4 separate regions of the Sus scrofa genome follow, and regions 1, 2 and 4 are each linked to region 3. A link is a contact called in public HiChIP or PLAC-seq and promoter capture Hi-C data. All regions are on one chromosome and are shown on one strand. Each heading gives the region's core, a stretch centred on a gene start, on an enhancer-like site or on the middle of the called end of the contact. The rest is flanking DNA. Distances are from core to core; before and after follow the strand shown. Region 1 holds the start of SLC35E3 (solute carrier family 35 member E3). Region 2 holds the start of MDM2 (MDM2 proto-oncogene). Region 3 holds the start of MDM1 (nuclear protein MDM1). Region 4 holds the start of NUP107 (nuclear pore complex protein Nup107).

Region 1 (6,292 bases), core at 2,797-5,296, 380 kb after region 3:
TGGCTAAAACAAAAATGAATAGGGAGTTCTTTGGTGCCCTAGCTGGTTAGGGATCCAACGTTGTCACTGCTAGGGTACAGGTTTAGGCCGTGGCCCAGGAACTGCCTCATGCCATAGGCATGGCCAGGAAAACACACACACACACACACACACACACACACACACACACACACACACGAAACTAAGAACCAAATGTTGGTGAGGATGAGGAGCAACTGAGACTCAGACACATCTCTGGGAAGAACGATGTAAAGTAGTACAGTCTTTGAGGAAAGTTTAGACTGTTTCTTATAAACAATCACCTGGCCTTGCTCACTGGGTTAAGGATCCAGCGTTGCAGTGAGCTGTGGTGTAGGTCACAGATGAGGCTCGGATCCCACAATGCTGCGGCTGTGGCTGTGGCCGCGGCCAGCAGCTGTAGCTCTGATTAGACCCCTAGCCTGGGAACTTCCATATGCCATGGGTACAGTCCAAAACACAGACACACACAGACAAAGAAAAGAAAGAGAAACCTAGCCACAAAAAGAATGAATATTTAATGATCCATTAAGATGGAATTCCAGATCAGTCAAAACTAATCTATTGGTGAAGGAAAACTAGAACAGTGGTTTCTTCTTGGGGGTGGGGGTGCTGATTTTCTAGGGAATTTTGTGTGATGATGGAAATGTTTTCTGTCTTGACAGGTGTGGGTTACTACATGCATCCATTTGTCAAAAACCGTATGATAATAAGATTTGCACATTTAGGAGTTCCCACTGTGGCAATAGGATCAGTGGTGTCTCTGTAGGGCTGGGACACAGGTTTGATCACCAGCCCAGCACAGTGGGTTGAGGATCTAGCATTGCCTCAGCTGTGGTGTAGGTTACACCTGTGGCCCAGATCTGATTCCTAGCATAACTCCTTATGCTATGGGGCAGCCAAAAAGATTTGTATATTTGAAGAAATGCAAAATTACTATTTATAAAGTAAATAGAGGGGTGGGGAGTGAGTATCCTAAAACAGGACAGCTGTTGGTGAAGCCAGGTGATGGGTATGGGATTGGTCACCATACCATTTTAACCTTGCTTACATTTGGAATTTTTCATAATAAAAAGGAGGAAAAATGGACCGGAGCCAGAGAAATTTGGGTTTGAATCTTATTCTCACCTATTCTTGCTGCAAGATAACAACCCTGACTTTACAACGTCTGTGAGAATAAGGATAATAATCACATTTCAGGACAAGTAAGGATTAGGGCTTCTGTGCTTTGGCGAAGAAGGTATTTACATCAACTAAATCAGCTTGGAGAGGCACAGGTTCTCAAACAGTGGGAAACTGGATGAATGTCATAGGTGGGGTTAGGCTTATGAAGGCCTTGAATGGCAGGATTAGTAAACTTAATCCAACAGGCAGCTGGAATGCACTAGATACTTTTATATTTTACCCCAAATGTCAGAGTTCATATTTTAACTATTTTCAAATATTACAAGAAAAATAGAGGAATGATAGAAATATAATTTATCAGAGTTCCCATTGTGGTGCAGCGGAAATGAATCTGACTGATATCCATGAGGATGTGGGTTCAATCCCTGGCCTCGCTCTGTGGGTAGGGGATCTGGCATTCCCGTGAGCTGTGGTATAGATCACAGACACGGCTTGGATCCTGCATTGCTGTGGCTGTGGTGTAGGCCGGCAGCTGTAGCTCAGATTCGCTCCCTAGCCTGGGAACCTCCATATGCTGCAGGTGTCCCTATACATATATCATCATGCTTAGATTATCAGTCTACATCTGTACCCAGAAGGAGGTGATGAATTGAGTAGACTAAATGAAGGTAGACTAATTAAGGCACAGGCTCTTAACTTCGGAGCAGGTAAGGGTAAACATCTGGTACATCACTAAACAGTTGGGGTTCTGTAGACCCAGACTGGAAGAGAGGATGGCAATATATCATCAAATTGAAAAGCAGAATACTACTCAGCCATAAAAAAGAACAAAATAATGCCACTTGCAACAACATGGATGGAACTAGAGACTCTCATACTGAGTAAGCCAGAAAGAGAAAGACAAATACGATATGATATCACTTATATCTGGAATCTAATATATGGCACAAATGAAGCTTTCCACAGAAAAGAAAATCATGGACATGCAGAACAGACTTGTGGTTGCCCAGAGGGAGGGAAAGGGAGTGGGATGGATTGGGAGCTTGGGGTTAACAGATAGATGTAAACTATTGCTTTTGGAATGAATTAGCAATGAGATCCTGCCGTGTAGCACTGAGAACTATGTCTGGTCACTTATGATGGAGCATGATAATGGTGAAAAAAGAATATATACATGTATGTGTAACTGGGTCACCATGCTGTACAGTAGGAAAAAAAATCATATTGGGGAAAAAACAAAATACAAGAAACTTATAAAAAAAATTGAAAAGGCACCCACTACAGCAGGAATTGGTAGAATTTGGTGGCATGATAGGAAGAAAAGCATACTGGGAAGACTGTGTTAGGAAAGCTAGACTGTATGAGTCATTTTCTTTCTTTTTTTTTGTCTTTTTGCCTTTTCTAGGACCGCTCCTGCAGCATATGGAGGTTCCCAGGCTAGGGGTCCAATCAGAGCTGTAGCCACTGGCCTACACCACAGCCACAGCAACGTGGGATCCGAGCCGTATCTGCGAACTACACCACAGCTCACGGCAACGCCGGATCCTTAACCCACTGAGCAAGGGCAGGGACCGAACCTGCAACCTCATGGTTCCTAGTCGGATTCGTTAACCACTGCGCCACCACGGGAACTCCTGTATGAGTCATTTTCTTGGGGAACAACTTGACCATTTCTTCCTCTTAAAATTTACATCCGGTTCTGTGATTATACGTTTATAGGATCATATTTTGTTACAGAACACTTCTCATGGCTTATAATCTTTTTAGTATCAACTGTAATTGTTTAGTAACATCTATGAGAAAGGATCTGGTCTGGTTTTACTTGCCATTATCTCCCAAGTGCCAAATACAGCGCCTGGCACAAAGCAGGTGCTCAGTATTTGCATAATTCTTAAAGAGGAAATTAAAACTGTCAAGCAGACTAAGGCATTAAGGACAATGAAACGATTACTTTGTCCTGGAGACTGGGCAAATGTATTCTCTGGGGGGAAACTCACAGCTTTAAATTCATCTTTTAAAAATTTTTTAATTTTTAATTTTTTGGCTGCACCCACATACAGAAGTTCCCAAGCCGGGGATCAAGCTTGTGCCACAGCAGTGACAATGCCAGATCCTTAACCTGATGAGCCACAAGGGTACACCATTAAAATTTTTTTAAGTAAAAATAATGAACAAGACATTAGAGGGAGGAGTTCTCATTGTGGTACAGTGGGTTAAGGATCCAGCTAGCTCCCTGGCCTCCATGTGCTCTGGGCGTGGTGAAAGAGAGAGAGGAAGGAAGGAATTGGAAAATAGTCAAAATGAAAAAAATAATGAAACAAAATCAGAAATAATCTTTGAAAATAGATAGTTACCCCACAAGGCTAATCAAGGGACAATAAAACCCAAATGCATAATGTTTAGAATAAATAAAGTGATGCAACAACAGATGAAATTAGTTTTAAAATGTTAGACTGCTATATACAACTCTGACAAAATATATTAAAACGTTTAAGTAAAATGGACACTCTTAGGACAATAAGAAGCCAAACTTTGATTCGAGAAGAAAATCTGAATAGTTACTAACCATGACTAATATATGACAGCTCATTGTACTATATCTACCCTGGATGTTTGGATTTTTAAAATAAAATGTTTAAAAATATGCTTTCGGTAAGTAATGCTTTCCCCTGTCTGGTAAAGTCTAAATTTGCTCAGCACCAACGGTGTCTAGCAAGTCTACCTGACTGACACACGGGGAATGTCACACATCGAAAAACCGGTCCCAGAATGGCCTCACCAGGCTTTGGCAATCCGGAAAGGTACCAAGGTTGTAGTTCTCAGCACCCAGAGCTCAACGCGCCTGCGCAGGTAGTCGCCGCTCCGACCACTGTTCGAGGGCGGAAGCGCGGGCGCCCCGAGTCACGTGGCCGAGGACGGAAGGGGGCGGGGCGCGCGGGAAGTGCTGCCGCGTCCTCACTGACTGAATGGGCGGCGGCAGAGCGTGTGTGCACTGCTGAGGCTGCTGCTCGCTTGAGACCCAAAGGTTGCATGTCTCTACCCGGCTGGACAGTAAGGCCGGCGTCTGCGGAGACCCGGCAACATAGGAGGAGGGAAAAGGCAGCCAGAGACAGTCCCAGCGCCCCTTTCGGAGGTTGAAGGGCCCTAGCTTTCGTGGGGGTCATGGCATCGCTGGCGGACCGAGTGCGAGGCAACGGGCGCATCGCTGCCGGACTCCTGCTCAACCTGCTGGTGTCCATCTGCATCGTGTTCCTCAACAAATGGATCTATGTGCACCACGGCTTCCCCAACATGAGCCTGACCCTGGTGCACTTCGTGGTCACTTGGCTGGGCTTGTATGCCTGCCAGAAGCTGGACATCTTTGCCCCCAAAAGTCTGCCGCCTTCCAAGCTCCTCCTCCTGGCGCTCAGCTTCTGTGGCTTCGTGGTCTTCACCAATTTATCTCTGCAGAACAACACCATAGGCACCTATCAGCTGGCTAAGGCCATGACCACACCGGTGATCATAGTCATCCAGACCCTCTTCTACAAGAAAACCTTCTCTGTCAAAATACAGCTCACGCTGGTGAGTAGCTTCAGCTTGGCGAGGCACTCCTCCAACATCCTACCTCCTGGACTGTCTTTCTCCCCGGGAAATTCGAATGGTTAACCTTGAGCCACGCTCTTTCCCATGATCTTGAAATCCACACATGAGTCATCTCTGGGCATGTGAACTTAAGGCTTATATTGGAGAAGGTGGAGAAAAGCCATCTTGGCGCTCTATTGGGATTTTAGCCCATTAGAGTGTGCTTGTGTGAGTTTTAATAACTATGGTTTGATCCTTAAATGCTATGTATGATGGGTAAGAAAAGAAAGCTGTATGGAGTGGTGCAAATGAGTGTATCGGGTTCATTGCAAAAGCTCAAACTGAAAAACGTTTATAATAAACGTTAGAGGTTTAGCATAAAATGTCTCAGGGTATGTCTGCAGCGACGATCTGCAGAGGTTTCTACGTCTTTAAATAAAAGAAGATGGGCTAAAATAATTTCAGAACGTCATAACTTAGAATATTCAAAATCTTAATGCTTTTGTTATACGTTTTGGTTTATATATTCTTTAGACACTAGTTTTGGGGTCCTTCATTTTACTCCTCTCTGCACACATGTATTTTTTTCTTGCAATGTGCAATGCATTGACTCATAATTTTACCCGGAATTTTAAATAGAATTAAATGTGAATATAAATAAGAAATTTCCTATTTCACTTTGAAGAAATAAGATTTTCAAATGGAAAAAAAATTTATAGAAGTTCATTGTTTCCTAGGGATGTTTTCGTGATTAACCTTGTAAGACTTGGTGAAAGGGATACTAATTTTATGTCTCATGAATTTAATCTGAACACATTTACCTCTTTTTCTTTACAGATTCCTATAACTTTAGGTGTAATCCTAAATTCTTATTACGATGTGAAGTTTAATTTCCTTGGAATGGTGTTTGCTGCTCTTGGTGTTTTAGTTACATCCCTTTATCAAGTGGTTGGTAATTTTTTTTTCTTTATGTGCCTTTTTAGCAGATTGCATAAATTTTGAAGCTGTATCCCAAGGTTTAAAAATACAGTATAGAGACAATAGACTGTTGGAAAGAAAGCATAATTGCATAAATTGTCTGACTCAAGGTGAAGAGAAGAAAGGAGACAGAGAAACTTGGGTGTAGGATGCTCATCAAGTGCCTCCCTACCTGTTTGTAAGTGTATGACACCCATGCTTAACAGTCTGGGTTTGGGGTGATGTTATATTATTTTCTGGGACATCTTTACAGAATGAGTAGTAAGACTTTTTCCTTGAGGATGGAGTTCATTGGTTATATTTGTCATTCACTCTTTAATTATGACATTACTGTGAAGGAGTGAGTACATGTTCAAAACTTTGAAGAGGAAAGGAAACTTTCACATTTATAAATCTTTGCCTCAAAAATATGCTGCCGTTACAGCTTGTATATTGCTTCTAATCATTTGTCTCTGTCAGTATTTTATGGGTATTTCATTTCGTGCACTAACACGGTGCCTTGCCTGTAGGAGGCATTTATTGGAAATTTATACGTAGATTCACTTACTTCATTACCATAAAGTCTCAACAAGTATTTTTGTCTGTCTGTTTCTTATACAGGGCGGGG
Region 2 (7,090 bases), core at 2,602-5,101, 430 kb after region 3:
ACCACTGAGTCACAACAGGAACTCCTATGAAATGTAGTTCTTAAATAATGATTTGAAAGTAAAAATGACTCCTTGATCCATGGACTGCATGCAGGATGGATGTTGTGTTAGCAGGCATGGAAACAGCATGAATCTGATTGTACATCTCCATCAGAGTTCTTAGGTGACCAGGTGCTTCGTCAATAAGCAGTAGTGTTTGGAAAGGAATCTTTTTTTCTGAGCAGCAGCTCTCAACAGTGGGCTGAAAATATTTAGTAAACCAATTTTGTGCCTTTTTAGGGCCACACCTGCAGTTTATGGACATTCCTGGTCTAGGGGTCCAATTGGAGCTACCGCTGCAGGCCTACACCACAGCCTTGGCAACACTGGATCCTTAACCCACTGAGTGAGGCCAGGGATCAAACACACATCTTCATGGATACTGGTTGGGTTCTTAACCTGCTGAGCCACAATGTGAACTCCTCAGTAAACCATTCTGTAAGCAGACGTGCTGTCATCTAGGCACTGCTGTTCCCTTTATAGAGCACAAGCAGAGTAGATGAGCATAAATCTGAAGGAGTCTAGGAATCTTGGAATGGTAAATGAGAATTGGCTTCAAATTCAGGTCAACAGCTGCATAATAACTCCTAGCAAGAGATCCAGCCTGTCCTTTGAAGCTTCGAAGGCAGGCATTGGCTTCTCCTCTCTGGCTATGAAAGTCCTAGATGGCATCTTCTTCCAATAGAATGCTGTCTTGTCTGTGCTGAAAAATCTGTTGTTTGGTGTAATTACCTTCATTAATGATCTTAGCTAGATCTTCTGGATAACTTGTTGGAATGTCTGCATCAGCACTTGCTGCTTCACCTTGCACTTTTATATTTTGGAGATGGTTTCTTTCCTTCAACCTCAGGAACTAACCTCTGCCAGCCTCAAACTTTTCTTCTGCAACTTTTTTTTTTTTTGGTCTTTTTAGGGCCGCACCCTCGGCATATAGAAGTTCCCAGACTAGGGGTCTAATTGGAGTTGTAGCTGCCAGCCTATGCCACAGCCACAGCAACAGGGGATCCAAGCCGCGTCTGCGGCCTCCACCACAGCTCACGGCAACGCTGGATCCTTAATCTACTGAGCGAGGCCAGGGATTGAACCACATCTTCATGGATAGTAGTCAGATTTGTTTCCCCTGAACCACAACGGGAACGCCTCATCAGGTTTTTTAAGCATGGAGCCAGCCATGACTTTGATAGTTCTGTCTCCTGCCTGCACTTCAATTCCACATTTTCTACCACTGAACTCTTTGTTCTGTGGTTCATCATCCAAAACTCAGCAACTTGCTCAACTTTTCATTTCCTCCAGACTTTTGGTCAGCAATATCATTATTCTCTTTGGCTAGAAATTTAGTGTCATCCTGCCAGGTTTTGGGACAGCAGAGTATGACCCCTTGTTCACCCATAGGGGCCTTGGGAAGTGCTTGGTACTCTCAGTAAATTTTCACTATCAGTTCCTTGAAAGATAGATTTCTTGCCTCATCCATCTCTTCCCCCAACACTCTAAATCCCATCACTCTTCCTTCATTTCTGCCTTTCATTTCTGGTTTCCTTAGAAAAGGACTAATCCTATCCATTCTGTCCTTTGTTTCTCCTCTACTAATTCTGCCAAGAGGATTTTTTCAAAACAGGGCCAAAGAGAAGGGGGAAAGTTGGTCCAGAGGAGGCTGGCCAGACTTCTTATAAATTTGCTCATGGTGGTGCCGTTAACAACAGTTTCAAGCAATTTTACCTGCATATATCCTCCCCCTCTGTCCACTGCCTACACTGTCCAAAGCCCAGATTCCTTTGCTTGACTTTTCTTTCTTTTTTTTTGCTTTTTAGGGCCATACCTGCCGCATATGGAAGTTGTTCCCCGGTTAGGAGTCAAATCAGAGCCACAGCTGCAGGCCTACACCACAGCCACAGCAGTGTGGGATCCGAGCTGCGTCTGCAACCTACACCACAGCTCACGGCATGGCCGGATCCCCCACCCACTGAGCAAAGCCAGGGATCGAACCTGCATCCTCATGGATACTAGTCGGATTCATTTCTGCTGCACCACAACAGGAACGCCTCCTTTGCTTGAAATTTAAGGAACCTCAATTTCTTATTTTTTTTTTTCTTTTTCTTGGTTTTTATGCAAGTCAAACTTACTTCCTCTTTTTCAAACAGCCCTTTACTTTTTTGCTTCTGGACTTTTTGGGTAATATTTTTCTTGTGCCTGGAATATTCTCCTCTGTCTTAAATTGTCTTACTATCCTTCAAGGCACAAGATATTGTCTGATTCTCTCTGAGACTCTTGTGAACTGCCCAGATATTTGCTGAGCAACTCTGTTTTTGAAATCGTATAGCACATAACTAACTGCTCCTTCCAAGTTGCATAATTTATCTTTTCATGCTATTTTCTCCATTTCTTGAGATTTTCTTTTATCCTGCGGCAAGCATACCCTTTTACAACCAGAAACCTCACTATATTTGATCTGATATTTTTTTGAGCTAAACCAGATCCCTGAAGATAAGATTAGCAATTAAATTAATCAATTAAGTGACCACTATGTTTAAGGAAGATTCCTTTCTAGTAGGCTAGGGCATGGAAGAAGGGAAAGATACACTATTTTTAATGGCCCCACCCCCAGCATATGAAATTCCCCTGCCAGGGATTGAATCAGAGCTAGCCATAGCTGTGGCATCCCAGGATCTTTTAACTCACTTGGGCAAAGGGTGGGGGCATTGAACCCGAGCCTGGGCAGAGACCACAGCTGCTGTAGTCAGACTCTTAACCCATGTGCCATAGAGGGAACTCCAGGAAAGATAATTTTATTAAACAATTCCTCCTTCATAAAGAACTCACTTTTTCCTGGCCCAAAAAGAAGCTGTTCTTTGCAGTGACTGCTTTTTGGGTTGTACCAGCTCAATTCTCGTGTCCTGGCTCATTTCGGAGACTGCTACACCTATGTGCCAAAAGTGGCAAGTAAGTGAGTCAGTACTGAGTGCCTAATATATAAATAGATTTTTTTTTTTTTGCTTTTTAGGACCACATCTGTGGCATATAGATGTTCCCAGGTTAGGGGTCGAATGGGAGCTGCTGCAGCTGCCGGCCTACACCACAGCCACAGCAATGCCAAATCTGAGCCACCTCTTTGATCTACACCACAGCTCAAGGCAATGCTGGATCCTTAACCCACTGAGGCCAGGGATTGAACCTGCATCCTCATGGATAATAGGTTTGGTATGGCTGAGCCAGCACAGGAACTCCTAAATGCCTAAATAGATATTTTTAATGGGAGTGAATGCATACATTATATAAACAAACCTAAATATTCTAAACGCTTAAAGTAGAAAGTGACCCTTCTTTATCTCCCGCCCCTTCTGTAACGGTAACCACGAGTCTTATTCCTCCGGCTAGAATATTGAATACATCCCTGAGCAAGCCCATATTGTGCTATTTTTAATCATACTTTTAAAAAAGTTTTGAAATAGGTCATTTTTATACAACTCCAGCAGCTGGCGGTGCGGGCTTAATATATCACACAGCTGTTAAATTTGGTTTCTTTTTCGGTAGCAGCACTTAGATACCCATCTGCCTGAGTTTCCACCGCAGTGGGGAGGTGTAAACACACGAAATACAAAAATAGCAGAAGGATAGTCTCAAGCTTGGCGCGCGGAACCAGGTGGTGGCGGGAAAGACCAGGGCGGAGCTCAACCCAAGGGAACTCGCCCCTCTCCAGCTGCCCAGGCCGAGCGCCGAGCTTCAGAACCGCCCCCTTCTCCAGGCAGCCCGCCCCAGCCCCGCCCTCAGTGGGCGGAGGCGGTGGAACCTTGACGCGCGCGCAAACGGCCGGATGGGCCGCGGCTTCCGGCGCGCTGGGCTCGGACAGTAGGGGGCGCGCAGCTGGCGCACTTCAGCCAGCTCGGCACCTTCTGGGGCCTGTGCGGCTCGGTGTGACTGGAAAGAAAATGGAGCAAGAAGCCTAGGCCGAGGGGTAGCCCTCACCCCTCTGATCGAGGTCCTGCCGCTTACGCCGCCAGGAGCCTCCTTCCCCGGACCTAGTGCGTTCGAGTGCCCCGGTGGCCTGGGCCTCGCGAGTGGAATGGTAGCCGAGGCCCAGGGCCTCGGGTTTCGGGGCACCCCGTGAAGGGAACTGGGGAACCTCGCGGGACTCCCCCCGACTCCAGGAGCGGAAAACCCCAGCGAGCTGCAGGTATCGACCTGGAAGCGTGTGGGCAGTTCTGGGTTTGCTCTGTGACTTGGGTCTTCCGACTCGCTCTCGTCCCTCGCCTCTGTCCGCACGGCGCCTTTGTGCATTTCGTGGTGGGGGGCTCGGGGCACGTGGGTGTGTGAAGGTTTTGTTGGAAGGGGCCGAGGACGGCGTCGCTGGGGAGGTGGGCGGGGTTTCGGGCCGGCGCTCCTAGCGGGCGGGGGGAGCGGGGGGGGGCTGGGAGGGGGGCTCCGCCGACAGCTGGGATAAAGGTCACGTGTGCGGGGGGCGCTGCCTGGCGGCCGGCAGCTTCCCGGCCGGGGGTCAAAGTAATGACAGGTGCCTGTTCGGTAGCTCGTATGAACCGGGAGCTGAGTCTGGGCGAGACTGGGCTGGTTCTGTGGGCAGGTTGACTCAGCTTTTCCTGTTGGGCTGGTCAAGTTCGGACAAGTTCCTAAGTCTGCAGTAGAAGGAGCTAAGCCCTGACTTGTCTCCAGTTGGGGCTATTTAAACCGTGCCTTTCCCCAGCTGTATTCAGTGGCTGTTGGAGAGCGATACCTGTGGTCTTCAACGCGTAGCAAGTACTTTATGCTGATCCAGGTGAGGACCCACTTGCTAAGGGCTTTACTTTGAGTAAAGCATTATGTGTCTCCTTTTTATATGATTTTTGTCTTTTTTCACAGGTGTTTCATTATTTCAAGTTTTTATCGTGTTTTTTTTTTTTCCCTATTCTTAGGCAAATGTGCAATACCAACATGTCTGTGTCCACTGATGGTGCTGTAAGCACCTCACAGATTCCAGCTTCGGAACAGGAGACCCTGGTTGGTATTTTTGTCTCCAGTGTAACGTCAAAAGTTTTTTTTTTTTAAATCTTATAAGGTGATTAGCTAAATTCCATAGACCCAATGACAGCCTGGCTCTTTAGGTAAAATTGCGGTACATTGCTTAAGTTCTGCCACTCAGGCATAGTTGTCAAGCAAAAGTTAACTGTCAGACTCAGTATTTATCTTCTTGGCTTTTTACCACACTGGATTTAGAAGTTAGTTTCATTACATTCTTAAGCATGGATGCTGAAGTTGTTTATTTTTTGAGGGATATTTTTTTTCTATTTTGACCTATCAGTATTTAACTTTTAAAATGGTTTCTAAAAGTCACAGAAATAATTCATGCTTGTGAAGATACAGGCATTACAGGAAAGTGCAGTGTAAAAACTGAAAATTCCAGTCTTCTCTTTTGACCATGTCTCCTTTTTAGATCTTTTTTGTGTGCATACCCATGTAATATATGCACATATGAGTTTTAATCTGTGTTCTTTATGTTTTACTATAATGGGATTAAAGGTGTTTGGCAAATAGCATCTATTATCAGTAAGTAAACTCTGCAGAATTTTTTTTAACAGCTGTATGCTAATCCGTAGTATTAGTATGTCATTTTAAAATTTATGATCGATTTTAAATTGCCTTTAGTTGTTTTTTGTTTGTTTGTTTTTGTCTTCCCATTGGCATATGGTGTTCCTAGGCCAGAGATCAGATCTGAGCTTCAGCTGCAGCCTGTGCCACAGCTGGGGAAATGCCAGATCCTTAATCCACTGTGCCAGGCCAGGCTGGGGATGGAACCTGCATCCTAGTGCTCCTGAGATGCGTCTGATCCTGTTGCACGCCACATTGGGAACTCCCACCTTTAGTTTTTGATGATTACAGATAGTGCTGCTTTGCGCATGTCTTTAACACAAGTGTTATGTGAATATTTCTGTCAGAGAGACTTTTATACACATAGAACTCCTGGGTCCTAATTGTACACATTTCATTGCTGCTGATAACATGCTAACCAAAAGATTGTAATAGTTTTCCCCCCTCTGCCAAAATTGGATATTATCACTTTATTATTACTTTGCCTTTTTTGGGGCAAAAGATATTATATCATTGTTTAAGTTTGTATTTCCCTAATCTCTGGTGAGGTTGGGCATCTTGTCATTTGTTTCTTTTGGGATTTGTGTCTTATTCACTCTTTTCTTTTAGGCGTATTTTTTTCTTAGTAATTTGTATTCTCTGTGTTTCAAGTGTATTTAATTTATATCATTTACAAATGTTGTAATTAAACTTTGCTTATGTGGTCTTTTTCTCATTGAGAACATTTTTATAAAGTCAAGTTTGACTTTTGTTGGCTTTTAAAATTTCATATCATGCTTTGGAAGAACTCTCATACCAAGATTATACAAATATATTACTCTATTCTAATATTTAAGGTTTTTACATCTAGGTCTTTTCTCATCTGGAATTTTTTGTTGTTGTTCTTAAATGTAAGATTAAGAATGGTATTCTTGGAGTTCCCATCGTGGTGCAGTGGTTAACAAATCTGACTAGGAACCATGAGGTTGCAGGTTCAATCCCTGGCCTTGCTCAGTGGGTTAAGGATCCAGTGTTGCCATGAGCTATGGTGTAGGTTGCAGACGCGGCTTGGATCCCACGTTGCTGTGGCTGTGGTGTAGGCCGGCAGCTGTAGCTCTGATTCAACCCCTAGCCTGGGAACCTCCATATGCCGCGGGAGCGGCCCTAGAAAAGACCAAAAAAAAGAATGGTATTCTTTCTCATAGTTATGAATGTGTGTCTTCTAAGTCTTAATAGAAGCTAATGGCTTTCTAGTGCAGCTTTTTACTTTGAGTTGTTTTATGTAGTTTGAAGTTAATATAGCATATATAAAATTTTAGGAGAAAAAAATTAACTTTATGTTTTTTGGGCGAATTCATTTTTTGAATAGCTTGAAAGTAAAATGCATACATAAGCACTTAAGAAAAAAATGGGTGATCGAAACAATTAATGGCTTATACTACATTTGTTGTGTTTTAAATTTTTCAGTTACTAAATAATATTTCTGTTGATTGGCTAG
Region 3 (6,435 bases), core at 1,415-3,914:
TTTATCACCCCTACCTCAAATGTAGCAAACTGAGCCAAAACATTATGGGGGCAACTATGTGGTTAACCAAGTCCCTAGTGTCATTATATCCCTCTTGGGCCTCAGTGGGCTGGCCACATTTTCAGAGATTTATTTTGGGATTCTTAATCTAATGGAGCCTCAAATTTGTGGAGTATTTGGTCATTTGGAAAGGATTATGAGCACCACCCTGCCCAAGATGCGGGGAAAGCCAGTCTTGGAAGCCAGGCTCTGGGCAAAGGATGCTGACACTTAAGAGGAATCCTAAAAGAATCACCCACTCTAGTCCGCTCTTCCCTTTGTTCCCCAAACCTAATCCTGGAAATATTGTCTAATTTCTCAATCTTGGCACCTCACTTGTAAGTCTTTCTTTTCTTGCCTTCAAACATCTAAGACTTGAGGAACTTATATACCACACATTCTGGCACATTCACACATGTCACAGGTAGGGCACCAAGCACTCATCTGCATATATGCACTGAGACACCCCTCCCAGCAGACCTATGTGAGAAGCTTCCCAAGTCCCACTTGATGAAACAGGCCCAATCTGCCCAAAGTCACACAGCAAATGTGGATTCAAACATAGCTTCATTCATTCAAAAGTAAGCTCTAGAGTGTGCCAAGGCCCTGTGTCATGTACTGGGTGGAAACAAAGTGGTGAAGTGAAGACTGGCAGGCAGAGCCCTGCTCTCAGAGATCTTAGATTATAGGGAGGGAGAATTAAGCAAGGACGTTGAATGGAGTCAGTCTGTCTTTTCCCCCCTCTACCATGCTCTGGGAAACCCTGGCTAAGGGCTCTGACTTCCTTGGGAGACAGGTAGGAAGCATGTGTGATGACAAGAATGGGGCCTCTAAGCAACACAGACTTGATTTCAAATCATGGTTCTGTCACTTACTAGCTGTGAACTTTGGACAAACTGCTTAACTAGCTAAGCTTCCATTCCACAAGACATTGGGAGGTCTCCTCCCACACTTGTGCACCCTCAGCTTTCATGTCTCAGCCCAAATATCACCTCCAAAAGTCTTCCCTGACCACTGACTCTAAAGTGTACTCTCTCCAACCCACCCCTCTTCCAAGTTATCACACCAGACTACAATTTTATATAACAACCTGAAATCCCCTGGTTTATTTAATAAGCTGTCTTCCCCCACAGTTAAGGGTTTTTGTCTGGTTCCAGGCTATATCCCCAGAAGCTTGGAATAGTCCCAGCCTACAGTACCCTCACAAAAAATATCTGTTAAACAAGTAAGTCAAACAGGCCAACTGAACAATGCTTCCTAATTTTTTAATAAATCATTTTGCATACTTAACCCCAATTAGTTGCTTGACTTACCTAATTGATCTGACCTAAGTCCGGCCCATGGGTACCTTCGCCCCACTGAGGGATTATAGGACTCTGACAAATATGACTTTTTCCACAGAAAGTTTCTCTGGTATTCACTCAACCCCTGTAATGCAAAGTACAATTTGAGGTCAAGGCAATTAATGAAAGTTGTTTTAGACATCAGTAAAAATAATTTCTGAACCTCTAAAAAGAGTTGAAAGACTTTAGATTGATAATTAAACACAGAAGAGCTCCTTAATAATAGCTAATATTTATCCAGCCCTGCAGTAGGCAGTTCATAGTGTTATATCCTTTAATCCTCACAATCACTTGAGGCAGATGCTACTAGGAATCTGAGGCTCAGCGCAGTTACCCCCTTGCTGCTGTCTGATGCCAAAGCCTGAGCTCTTGTCTGATAACGAGTGACAATCTAAATCCTCATCACTATAATTATCCTAATTACTCTATCCTCACCGAATACACAATATTATATATTATGTCTAGACCCTTTTGACGTTTTGTAAAGTCAACCAACAAAAGACAAATTTCCCTCCCATTCTGGATACAAACTCTCAAGATAAAAGAAGACAGGGTTTGTGGAATACTTGGGTCAACTGCTGTGTTGAAAGCTGCTTGACAGTTACTAGCTACCTGGTATTTCTAACAAACCTTAAACGCACAACTATGCATAATGTGTATTTCTTAAACTCTATCTAGTCAAGCTCTCATTTCTCAAGGCTTTAAAGGACATAGGCACTTTAAAGTTTTAAAAAGAAGTGGGGAGGAGTGCTAAATGCTAAGCCGTGACGTGGTCCACAGCTGTCCCAATCTGAAGTCACTTTAGTTCCCATTATAGAGCGCCCTCCTTCCATCTCCACGTCTCTTGAGTCCCCCGCCCCCCAAATAAATCTATCTCAAACCATCTAACTCTTCTACTCGGCAACTCGGAAGTGCGTGTGAGTGGAGATGGGGCTAGGCTAGAGGAGACGAGCCTCCTCCAGAGGATGGTGACAAGCAGGCTCGGGAGCAGGCAGGCTCTGCGGGGCCGAGGGGCACGGCCCAAAAAGCCATCGAGGCCCTGGCGCCCAGCACCCGCCCCGCCCCAACACCCCAAACAGTCTTCGGGCCCGGGACCCCGGCCTCACCTTGAAGCGCACCGGCATGTCGCCCGGCGGCTGAAGCCCCCGCCACTCCGACAGTTAACGGGACAAAAAGCCCCGAGGGGGCGGGGCGAAAACAGTAGGTTCCCTAGCAAAAGCCTCGGCCCGGCGTCCCCGACTACGCGCCGGCGCACTCGGCGCGTCCTTCCTTGAACCCTGTCGCTCTGCCTTTCCCCGCCCATTTTGCAGCCTAAGAACCAATAGAAGCTCGGAGAACCCGTGCCGTCATTAAGTTCGACCAATCAGTGCCCGAAAGGAGGAAGGGCCCCCCTCAACCGAATCCCGAGAGCTGATAGAGATGGCGGGCGGAAGGCCCGCCAATGAGGCTCTCGGAACCGAGGTGGGCGGGGCCCCGCGGGAGCTTCGTTCTGAGAAGAGGTCGATGGCGCCGGAGTTTGCGGCCTCCGCGCAGCAATGGGTCTGCCTGCCGCGGAGATGGGTGTGTCACCGGCTTCGCTGGGCTCAGGCTCTTACGTCATAAAACAAGAAGGTGTGTTCATATTTCCACCATGTATGACAGAATGGGATGTTTCTTTTTATGAAATGAAAATATTCAGGTCTGTTCTTCTGATATCAGTTCTGTAACAACCACGCTACCGTATTTACTGTCACATCAAAAGGAATAAGCCAGAAAATATAGGCAGACAGAAAAAAAAATTTTTTTTTTATTGAATCTTGAAAGACAAACTGCTGACTTCCAGTGATGTTCTTGCCTCCCACGACACCCACCTCAAGAGGTACATGTAGCTCCTAGAGTAGAAAACTTTTATTGATAAATGCTTGTGAGTCTTTACTTACGAAGCTTCAGCCTTGCCTCTCCTCTCACCCTTTTTTTATAAAATAAAATTCCACCTAATTTTTACAGACTTTTGCCATCATTATCAATAAATACTTCTTATTGATATACCAGTGACAGAAGGCTGTGTTGCCCTGACAATGGGAAAGAAATAAATTGTCCAGATAGTTCTCTAATATGCTTGGGAACAATGAACATACATTTATATACATTTATTTAGTGATAGTACAATGTATGTCATGTGCTAAATTTCCAAATGAGAGGTATAAATGATAAGGGCTATAGGGATTGGAGGAAGGAGGCATCCCTAAGAGCAGAGATGATTAGAAAAAGCCTCAGGAAGAAATATTCAGACTGAGCCTTAAAGATTAGAAGAACTAAAATAAGTAAAGAGGAAAATGAGGAGTTCCTGTCGTGGCTCAGTGGAAATGAATCTGACTAGTATTCATGAGGAGGCAGGTTTGATCCCTGGCCTTGCTCAGTGGGTTAAGGATCAGGTGTTGCCTTGAACTGTGGTGTAGGTCACAGACGCGGCGTGGATCCCCGCATTGCTGAGGCTGTGGTGTAGGCCAGCAGCTACAGCTCATATGGACCCGTAGCCTGGGAATCTCCATATGCTGTGGGTGTGGCCCTAAAAAGACAAAAAAAAAAAAAAAAAAAAAGGGAAAATGGGACAATCAAAAGTTAGATGTCTGAATGGAATGCTGCCAGGCTTCTTCCAGGAACAATGGATGCAGTTTCATTTTACTTTTTTCATTTGTTGACTGAAGAAAAGGATACCCTCTTGTAAACTTTTAAATATTAATACCAATCCTTGATGCTCTCCTTTAAGCACTTTCTACAGAGACCTGTCTTCTGAATCCTAATTGATGTCTCTGTTCTTCATCATTACTGAGATACTTAAAAATTCATTTGAAGGAGCCACCTGATATCTGAAACAAAGAGAATATTAAATCAGTCCCTATGCAGCCATGCATCTAGGGGGCCCTTGATAAATGTTAATTGGTGGTGACAGCATCTCTGTCGTGTAAATTAAGACTGGAACAAACAAGACACAGTGGAACATAAAACAAAAATCCTCTGCAGGATAGCAGCCTGGATCTTACAGGGTGGGAGAGACACAGCCCTGGTTGTACACACAGCTTTGTTACCACTTATTGCTAAGGTGAAATCAGTAAAAGCAAGTATGTAGAATGTGGCCTGCCTGCCAAACAAGGGCAATGATAACTGCTGAGCAAGGAACAAATGACAAGAAAACCAAACAGCAGATGGTAAAAAAAAAAAAATGACTTCGTCATGACTTAAGTTTGCTGAGATATGCTATAAGGACTCAAGGAAAAAGAATATTTTACTTTATTACTCATAACAAAATCCTGTTTATGAGCCAAAGATGTAGACATAAAAAAAAGGGCCTACCTCAGTAAATGAGAGTTTTGTAGCCTGTGTTTACCAGGTCCTACCACTCTGGGCTACTGCAGAAAACGGACCATACACAGTTCCACCTAGGTGTTCTGGGGAGTCCCTAGGAAGTGTCTCACATGTGCTTACAGTGACCACGTATAGTTTGCTTAGCAACACTGCCACTTCTCCCAATAACCACACATCTCTAGGTGTCCCTCTGCCTGCCACTAACATTTACTAGGGACTGAGTTACCATGGGGCACAGCATGGAACCTCCTCAGGCTGTTCAACCCTACTGGGGATCTGTGACAAGGTACATTCTTTGTGTTACCCTCTATTGAATGAGCACCAAAATGTCTTAGCTATTCTTCTTATATTTTAGCCTTCCTTCTCTCTAGAGGGCGCAAAGTGAAGTCCATGGAGTCTAAGCTAGAACGTAATTCCTCAAGTGATGGATCCCATTCTGTGTTCTCTTTTCCAGTTAAGTAAGGTGGTCTTACTGAGTTAAGGGTGTCACACCTGGTTCCCTCTTCCCTTTCTTGATCTCTCTGTTTCTCATGCAAATAGACTTTGTTTATTGCATGTGATAGACTAAACTGGTACATCCTCTATAAACGCAATTTGGCAATGCTTTCATCCGGCAATTCCACTTTTATACATTAACTTACAGATATACTTGCCCATATGTGAAAAAACAATTCATTTAATGTTGTTTACTGCATTGTTTATAGTAACAAAAGTTGGAAGCAGCTCCAATGTCCATCTGTAGGATTCTAGTTAAACACATTAGGGTTCCTTCAAAGCCCAGAGCAGCCAGAGCAGGAACAGGCAGAGCAGCAGGTCCAGACACAGCACAGGCTACTCTGCTCCTGCATATGGAGGTTCCCAGGCTAGGGGTCAAATCAGAGCTGTAGCTGCTGGCCTACGACACAGCCACAGCAACTCAGGATCTGGGCCACGTCTGCGGCCTACACCACAACCCACGGCAACTTCAGATTCTTAACCCACTGAGCAAGGCCGGGGATTGAACCCACAACCTCATAGTTACTAGTCAGATTTGTTTACACTGCGCCACAACGGGAACTACTCCGTTCAACTTTCTGACCCAGCAAATCCAGGAGGGATCTTGGACCCCTCAGACATCAAGTACATACTATATCTGTCAGGGCCCAGCTGGGAAAACAAACTACCAGAAACATTTCAACAGAGAAAACTTAATATAAGCTATTGGAGAACTTAAACAAACTGAAAGGAGAAAGAGAGCATGGTAATTCTAAGAAGCACCTCACACCCTGAGGCTAGAAGAATGGAGGGAAAACGCTGAGGTGATTCAAATGCAGCCCCAAGTAGGCTGGAGAGACCTCCTGGGAGGTGGTCAGACCTCTGAGAAGGAGTCACTGCCCAGCTTCTGCTGGTGCCTCTGAGGGGACAAAATGAGACTGCCTCCCTCCGCCCAAAAAAAAGAGAGGTAAGAGATGGGATTGAGGAGACTGCAACCAACTGCCACCATGGAGGCAAAGGTCATTCATTGGTAAGGGATGCAGAGAGGAAACGTTAGCAAGAGAGAACTTTCCAGGTTCTCTAGTGTCCTCTCTTAGCAGACCTAACAGAGAGCTAACAGGGTCTGCAGATTCCAGAGTGAGACAACAACTGAGACGATATCTTATTGACTTGCATGCCCCCTTAAAAAGAAAGAAGCATTTTTTTTTTTATGAGCTAACATGGCATGATCCCT
Region 4 (7,021 bases), core at 3,654-6,153, 320 kb after region 3:
GAACTCATAAAAACCTTATGATCTTGTACTATTATTACATCCAAAAAGAATAAACTGAGGCACACACTTGCACCCAAGTTCACGTAGCTGGTATGTGGTGGAGGTGGGATGTAACTCCAGGCAATCCAGCTCTCAAGTCTGAGCTTTTGACCACTTTGCTCCATTGCTTTTTTTTTTTTTTCTTTTTACCGCCATACCTGCGGCGTATGGAAGTTCCTGGGCTAGGGGTTGAACTAGAGCTGCAGCTGCCAGCCTACACCTCAGCCAGAGCAGTGCCGATTCCGAGCCGAATCTGCAAGCTACACCACAGCTTGTGGCAGCGCCAGATCATTGACCCACTGAGTGAGGTCTGGGATTGAACTCACATCCTCATGGATGTTAGGTTCTTAACCCACCGAGTCACAATGGGAACTCCTTTATTGCTATTTTTGTATTTAGTCCCCGTAACTACCCTAAGAGAATATTTTCATTTACAGAGATGAGGTTTAGAAGAGTTAAAGAGCTGATAAACTGCAGAACTGAGATTTAAACCTGGGAAACCTGATTTCCAAGACTACACTTAACCTCCAAGCAATTTTGACTCCTGAGCCAAACCAGCTTTTAGAACCTACACATTATGATTTTGGTTCAGCCAAAAACTGGGTTTCTGTTCAATTCATGATTCACTGCTCTTTACTATGCTTCTGTTTGTGGTTTGATGTAGTTCAAGTCCATAACCTGAAGTAAATTACTTAATCTTTCCATAATTCCACTTCTTTAGATAAAAAGAAATTATGAAATTGTAATAGCATGTTCATAATGTTTTGAACTCAAAGAAGAAACCTGCTCCCCAAATATTAAAATTAAAACAAAACCCAACACTATCTCATATATGAACCAGCTGTTAATACCTAAGTACTTACTTACGTTTTATAGAAGCTGAGGTGTATCTTACAATTGAATTCAAAATCCTATCTTTTGGAAGTGGCGAAATATATTTAAACACCTACCATAATTTAATTCAGTAGATTTATATCTGACTAATTAGAATTCTTTTTTTTTTTTTTTTGTCTTTTGTCTTTTTAGGGCCACACTCGTGGCATATGGAGGTTCCCAGGCTAGGGGTCCAATTGGAGCTACAGCTTCCGGCCTACACCACAGCCACAGTAACTGGGATCCGAGCCGCGTCTTCGACCTACACCACAGCTCACGGCAACACCAGATCCTTAACCCACTGAGTGAGGCCAGGGATCGAACCCACAACCTCATGGTTCCTAGTTGGATTCGCTTCTGCTGCGCCATGCCGGGAACTCCTGACTAATTAGAATTCTTAAGAATTTATCAAAATATTTCTTTGGGAGTTCCTGCTGTGGCACAGTGGGTTAAGGATCTGACCAAAATGGCTCAGATTGCTGCAGAGATGAGGTTTCGATCCCTGGCCCAGGAACTTTCATTGCCCCAGGTGCAGCCAAAAAAAAGTTTATTTTTAAATTTGAATTTCAATTGAATTATGCTATGAAAACAAACTGCTTAAAAAAACAACCAAACAAAAAACCCATGGAATCCCCTCTGTAGCACAATGGTGGCATCTCTGCAGCAATGGGACAAAGGTTCTATCCCAGCCCAGCACAGTGGGTTAAAGGATCTGGTGTTGCTGCAGTTGGGGCATAAAGCGAAACTGCTGCTGGGATCTGATCCCATATGCCATGGGGAAGCCAAAAAAAAAAGGGCACAGTGAACTAAATAACAATACAACAAAGGTCATCCAGTCTCACCAAAGACAACCACTACCAACATTTTGCGATCTTTCAGATTTTTTTTTTCTTTTTTCTTTTTCAGCCGCATCTGAGGCACATGGAAGTTCCCAGACTAAGGGTAGAATCAGAGCTTCAGCTGCTGACCTACACCGCATCCTCCTTCAGATTTTTTTTTTCCTTTTTTTTTTTTAGGGCTGCACCTGAGGCACATGGAGGTTCCCAGACTAGGGGTTGATCGGAGCTACAGCTGCCAGCCTATACCACAGCTACAGCAACGCCAGATCCTTAACCCACTGAGTGAGGCTAGGGATTGAACCTGCAACCTCATGGTTCCTAATCGGATTAATTTCCGCTGTGCCGTGACGAGAACTCCTCAGATGATTTTTTTTTTTTTTTTGTCTTTTTTTGTCTTTTTGTTGTTGTTATTGTTGCTGTCTCTTGGTTCTTGGGCCGCTCCCTCGGCATATGGAGGTTCCCAGGCTAGGGGTTGAATCTGAGCTGTAGCCACCGGCCTACGCCAGAGCCACAGCAACGTGGGATCCGAGCCGCATCTGCAACCTACACCACAGCTCATGGCAACGCCGGATCGTTAACCCACTGAGCAAGGGCAGGGACCGAACCCGCAACCTCATGGTTCCTAGTTGGATTCGTTAACCACTGCGCCACGACGGGAACTCCTCAGATGATTTTTGATGACAGTCTCTCATGTGGTTGTGGTCAGATATAGTTAATGGGATCATAGAATTCTTTAATTTTCTCCATTTGCCTCTATTTTCTTATCTTTCTGTCATAGTTACATCTGCTGGATCTATACTAAGAAAACCGCTAACCAGCTATTTATAATATACCAAACAGAAGTGTGACTGAGAAGGGACGTTAAAAAACAAAACAAAACAAAACAAAAAAACCTGCTTCCTGAAATGTTTTTTAAAATGTTTACTATAAGGAGTTTCCATCGTGGCTCAGCAGTTAACAAACCCGACTAGGCTCCATGAGGACGCAGGTTTGATCCCTGGCCTCCTTCACTGGGTTAAGGATTCGGCATTGCCGTGAGCTGTGGTGTAGGTTGCAGATGCAGCTTGGATCCCGCGTTGCTGTGGCTCTGGCATAGGCCGGTGGCTACGGCTCCGATTAGACTCCTGCCTGGGAACCTCCATATGCCGCAGGAGCGGCCCTAGAAAAGGCAAAAAAAAAAAAAAAAAAAAAAAAAAAAAAGGAGTGGAAGACTTCTGTCGCGGCTCAGTGGTAAGAACCTGACTAGTATCTATGAGGACACAGGTTCAATCCCTGGCCTCGATCAGTGGGATAAGGATCCATCCGGTGTTGCCCTGAGCAGATGCGGCTTGGATCTGGCATTGCTGTGGCTGTGGCATAGGTTGGCAGGGGTAGCTCTGATTCTATCCGTAGCCTGGGAAGTTACATATGCCGCAGGCGCGGTCCTAAAAAGAGGTTAAATAAATAAAAATAAATGTCGTGGAGGAGGAAAAACATAATGATGTTTGATTTCCTCAGCTGTTAGGGGTGAGGGAGAGGAAAAGTTCCTCCAAATCCAGTAGTTCAAGTCTGAGTGCTTTGGGGATGGCTAAATCCCCGGTCTTTAGTTCCTGAACAAGTCTGCTTTCCCAAGCTTTTCCCACCAGCTTCTTAATTCCATGAGCTCAGTGATGGGCTTCTAGTCAATTTCCCTTTGCTTAAGTTAGCCCTAGTGAATTTCTGTCACTGAAAAGAAGAACCCTAATATTAAAGCTAGAATGTGTATGATATGCATCACACAAGGAATTCATTGCACATAATTCTAAGGCAATAAAATGAATATATCTTGATACATTTAAGGGTAGTAAGGTGTTTATGCTTGGTAATCATGTCAAAATGAACCTCAGCGCACTTTTCCACAAGTATTCTCTCTTTTCACTTGAATTAAACACCGAGTTAATGCCCCAAACTGCTCTTCCCTTTTATTGTGTGCCTTACACACTTCAAGTATATTATATGAATAAAACATATTGGATGAGATCCTACTGTATAACTCAGGGAACTATATCCAATCTCTTGGGATAGACCATGATGGAAGATTAATATAAGAAAAAGAATATATATGTATGTATGACTGGGTCACTTTGCTGCATAGTAGAGATTGGCACGTTGTAAATCAACTAAAAATTAAACACACAAACAAACATTGGAATTCATTTGCCAGAGGACACAAAGCAAGAACCTGAAACACTGGTTCATAGTTTGAATAAACCTGCCTCTGGCCCTGACCAAAAACCATTAAGACCACATTTCAGTTTCCATAAAAGAACAAATGCTCTTTTGTACAAGGAAATTCATAGATGGAAAAAAAACAAGAGAGCACTTGGTGGGGGGGATCAAGCTGTTATTGGAAGAGGAGAAAATTAACATTTCGATGAGTGCTGTATGCAATGCACATTGGACATCGCTTCTTAATCCTCCCAAGAACTCAGTGATAAAGGCGTTATCTCCTTTCCACAGATGAGAAATATGCGGCTCAGGGGTTCTGAGCCTAGCTGGAGCCCAAAGCCACGTTTTCTTAAAACCCCACGTCGTCTCAGCGGGAATTAGGTATGAAGACGTCTTCCTGGGAACTACGTTTCCCAGGATTAGAGCATAATGTAAATGCCTTTCGCCAAACTTCCACTGATTCAGGGCCAGAATATATTACCTTTTGCCTATCCGGCACTTTGAAATAGAAGGCAATACCATCATCTTTCATGCTTTTTAAGACAAGTGATTCTTTTTTCTTTAATGGGGAAAAATAGCAAGTGAAGAACAAATAGCCATTGTAGAAAACAATTTCAAAACCTGTAGGGGGTTTACACTACAGTTCAAACAAAATGAGTACAAGAAGAGAGAGACACGGACCCCCGAGGTGTAGAGCAGAGCCTGCACATCTCAATTCCAAATCTGGGCTGTTTCTCGTAGAGAATACCAGGAAATGACTTCACGTTTTTCTGAACTATCAATACAAGTCAAGTATCCCAGTAGGAGAACCCTACTTCTGGACCACGCCCACAAATGCCAATCAGGCAAAGGGGCGGCCGAGCAGCGCCACTAAACCCGGTCAGGTCCCGCCTCCTGCCCCGCCCCTGGCCCTGCCCGGCTGAGCCCGGCTGGGTCGACCACAAGATACACCTTTGCGCCTGCGCAAACCGAACCGCCTGCCCCTGGCAAAAAGAAATTGCGCATGCGCCAAAGGGGAGAGCTGGTTTTTTGTTTTTTTTTTTTTTCTCCCCGCCCGCTACTCAACTCTTTTCCTACAGCGGCTTAGCGAGGCTATGCTTCCGGGTCAAAGGGTTTGCTTCCGGAGAGCGGGAAGGCCGAAACGCGGCGGCTAGGTTGGATCTGAGTTTATAAGCTTCTCGTTGGAAAAGGCCGTGGCCATGGACAGGTTAGTTCTGGTGATGACGGCTGGGCTCGGACACTTGTCTCTCCCCGTTGGAGGAACGAAATGGGTGAAACCCGACTCCCGGAGGAAACCGAGGAAGGCCCGGATGCTGACCCGGGACTTCTTTTCTGGGCTGGGGGACTACAGCTGATGGAAGAAAGGCTGCCTAGGTCTGGGAGGGATAAGGATAATGATAATCCCCTGCGTTTCCGCTTGACTCCACCATCTGTTCACTTTCGCGCAACAGTTTTCCCTCCTGGGGTGGGCGGGGTAGGAGGTGGCCCGGCCTTCGAGATGCTATTACCTGCCGGAGATCACAAAGCCAGTCAGTGACGGAACTGGGATCTCAGCCCAGACCTTCTCATTACAAGTTGCAGCATCACATAGTTAACTGTATTGAGTTCTTTCTGTGACACTGGCTCTATGCTAGGCACCTGCGACAAAGATGAGTTATTTAAGCTTTTTGGCCTTGGAGAATGCGTAGTGGAGGAGACAACCGAGCGGTACAAAGTGGTGTTTTTGGTACTGCTCTTTGGGAAGAGAAATGAGGGAGCACGGAAGTCTCCCTGTCCTGGAAGGTATGCGGAAGACCTCTCAAAGGAGATAACTTTCTAGTTGGTCTTTGAATAACATTAGCCTACAATGAGTACGCTTTAAATGTTTTATTAGCTAATCTCCCTAACAATCCTATGAGGATAGTTACTGCGATCCTCTTTTCATAGGTAGCACTGGGGCTAAAAGAGGTTAAGGAACTTGGTCAAAGTTAGGAAGCTAACAGATAAGAGAACCAAGACACCAACCTAGATCTGTGTGTGTCCAGACTCCAGGAGGCTGTTTGATAAGTAAATATTCACCAGGTAGACCAAGGAGACAAATGTAGGCCTCTGTAAGAGAAATAATACGTACAAAAGTGTAAGGATATGAAAGGATAGTTGAATGGTCACATTCACTGTAGCTTTGTATGGGAGTGATGTTTGTGGCTGAATATAAGCCTGAACTGGTAAGCTGGAATCAAATTGTAAAAACTGTGCTTGAAAGTTTGAATTTGATTCTGTAGGCCACAGATAGCTATCTGAAGATTTTAAGTAGAGGAAATGCATATTAGAGTCTTAAGATACAGGTCTCATAATTCGCACAATATTTTTAGACTTTGGGTGGAGAATGACAGGGGCGTTGTGACTACAGTAGCGCTGTACTCTTAGTGTACTCTGGGGAGAAATAACTCGAAGGGTCATTCTCTCCACTTTACTAGAATTCTTTTTCACTTAGCCTCCCAAGTCACCAGCTCAAATAGTTGTACCCATGGTTTGGAGTATTCTAGAGACAACAGAAAATCCCTTTAAGAGATAGTTCCTTCAATTTTAGGGACCTCCTCAAGCCAATAAGAAAAGATTTACCTAAAAAAAAAAAAGAAAAAAAAAAGATTTACCTTCATGAAGCAATTATCTTTTTTTTTAAAGTTTTGATCACTGTTTTAGATATTTTATTGCTAATTTATTTTTTACTACTCAATGAATTATTTTACATTTATAGTTGTACGACGATCGCAATTATCTAAAACAGTGTTATAATCTAGATTAGATTCCAAGTGTTAATAATTCCGTAGGAGAAAATAACAAGTGCTAGAAAGTCAAAGAAGTCTTTTTACAAGTAAAATATGAGCAGGACTCTGAAGGATAAGCAGGATTTGGAGCCAGAAGGGTATTGTCAACACAAATATCAAAGACTTGAGAATTGTCTTGTGGGGCAGTGCATTGAAGATCCAGCATTGTTTCTGTTTTGGCACGAGTTTGATCCCTATCTTGGGAACTTCCACATGTCCCAGGCCTGACCAAAAAGAAAAAAAAAATCAAAGACTTGGCTACTGAGGTGATCTACA

The links. Promoter capture Hi-C pulls out the DNA fragments that hold promoters and counts their contacts. HiChIP or PLAC-seq counts read pairs in DNA pulled down with a chosen protein or histone mark.
Region 1: a contact with region 3 is called in a promoter capture Hi-C map of fetal liver, with 3 times the contacts expected there. The contact joins the promoter of SLC35E3 here to the promoter of MDM1 in region 3. A contact is called at or near these places in 2 of 5 promoter capture datasets (fetal liver and liver) and 2 of 2 datasets of contacts at active chromatin or transcription factors (alveolar macrophages and skeletal muscle).
Region 2: a contact with region 3 is called in an H3K27ac HiChIP or PLAC-seq map of alveolar macrophages. The contact joins the promoter of MDM2 here to the promoter of MDM1 in region 3. A contact is called at or near these places in 1 of 5 promoter capture datasets (liver) and 2 of 2 datasets of contacts at active chromatin or transcription factors (alveolar macrophages and skeletal muscle).
Region 4: a contact with region 3 is called in an H3K27ac HiChIP or PLAC-seq map of alveolar macrophages. The contact joins the promoter of NUP107 here to the promoter of MDM1 in region 3. A contact is called at or near these places in 2 of 5 promoter capture datasets (fetal liver and liver) and 2 of 2 datasets of contacts at active chromatin or transcription factors (alveolar macrophages and skeletal muscle).

Annotation. Positions count from the first base shown.
Region 1 is chr5:33,045,147-33,051,438 of Sscrofa11.1, forward strand. SLC35E3 (solute carrier family 35 member E3) reads left to right here and starts at 4,047. Exons shown (of 5, transcript XM_003126366.4): 1 at 4,047-4,707; 2 at 5,545-5,655. The coding sequence starts at 4,306.
Region 2 is chr5:33,101,867-33,108,956 of Sscrofa11.1, forward strand. MDM2 (MDM2 proto-oncogene) reads left to right here and starts at 3,852. Exons shown (of 11, transcript NM_001105303.1): 1 at 3,852-4,207; 2 at 4,941-5,025. The coding sequence starts at 4,945.
Region 3 is chr5:32,670,960-32,677,394 of Sscrofa11.1, forward strand. It overlaps MDM1 (nuclear protein MDM1), which reads right to left and starts at 2,665. Exons shown (of 16, transcript XM_013997708.2): 1 at 2,489-2,665; 2 at 1,353-1,467. The coding sequence starts at 2,506. LOC102164628 (a long non-coding RNA gene) reads left to right here and starts at 2,871. Exons shown (of 4, transcript XR_002344013.1): 1 at 2,871-2,993. It overlaps LOC102164543 (a long non-coding RNA gene), which reads right to left. Exons shown (of 3, transcript XR_002344012.1): 3 at 3,939-4,231.
Region 4 is chr5:32,984,758-32,991,778 of Sscrofa11.1, forward strand. It overlaps NUP107 (nuclear pore complex protein Nup107), which reads left to right and starts at 4,904. Exons shown (of 28, transcript XM_021091969.1): 1 at 4,904-5,145. The coding sequence starts at 5,138.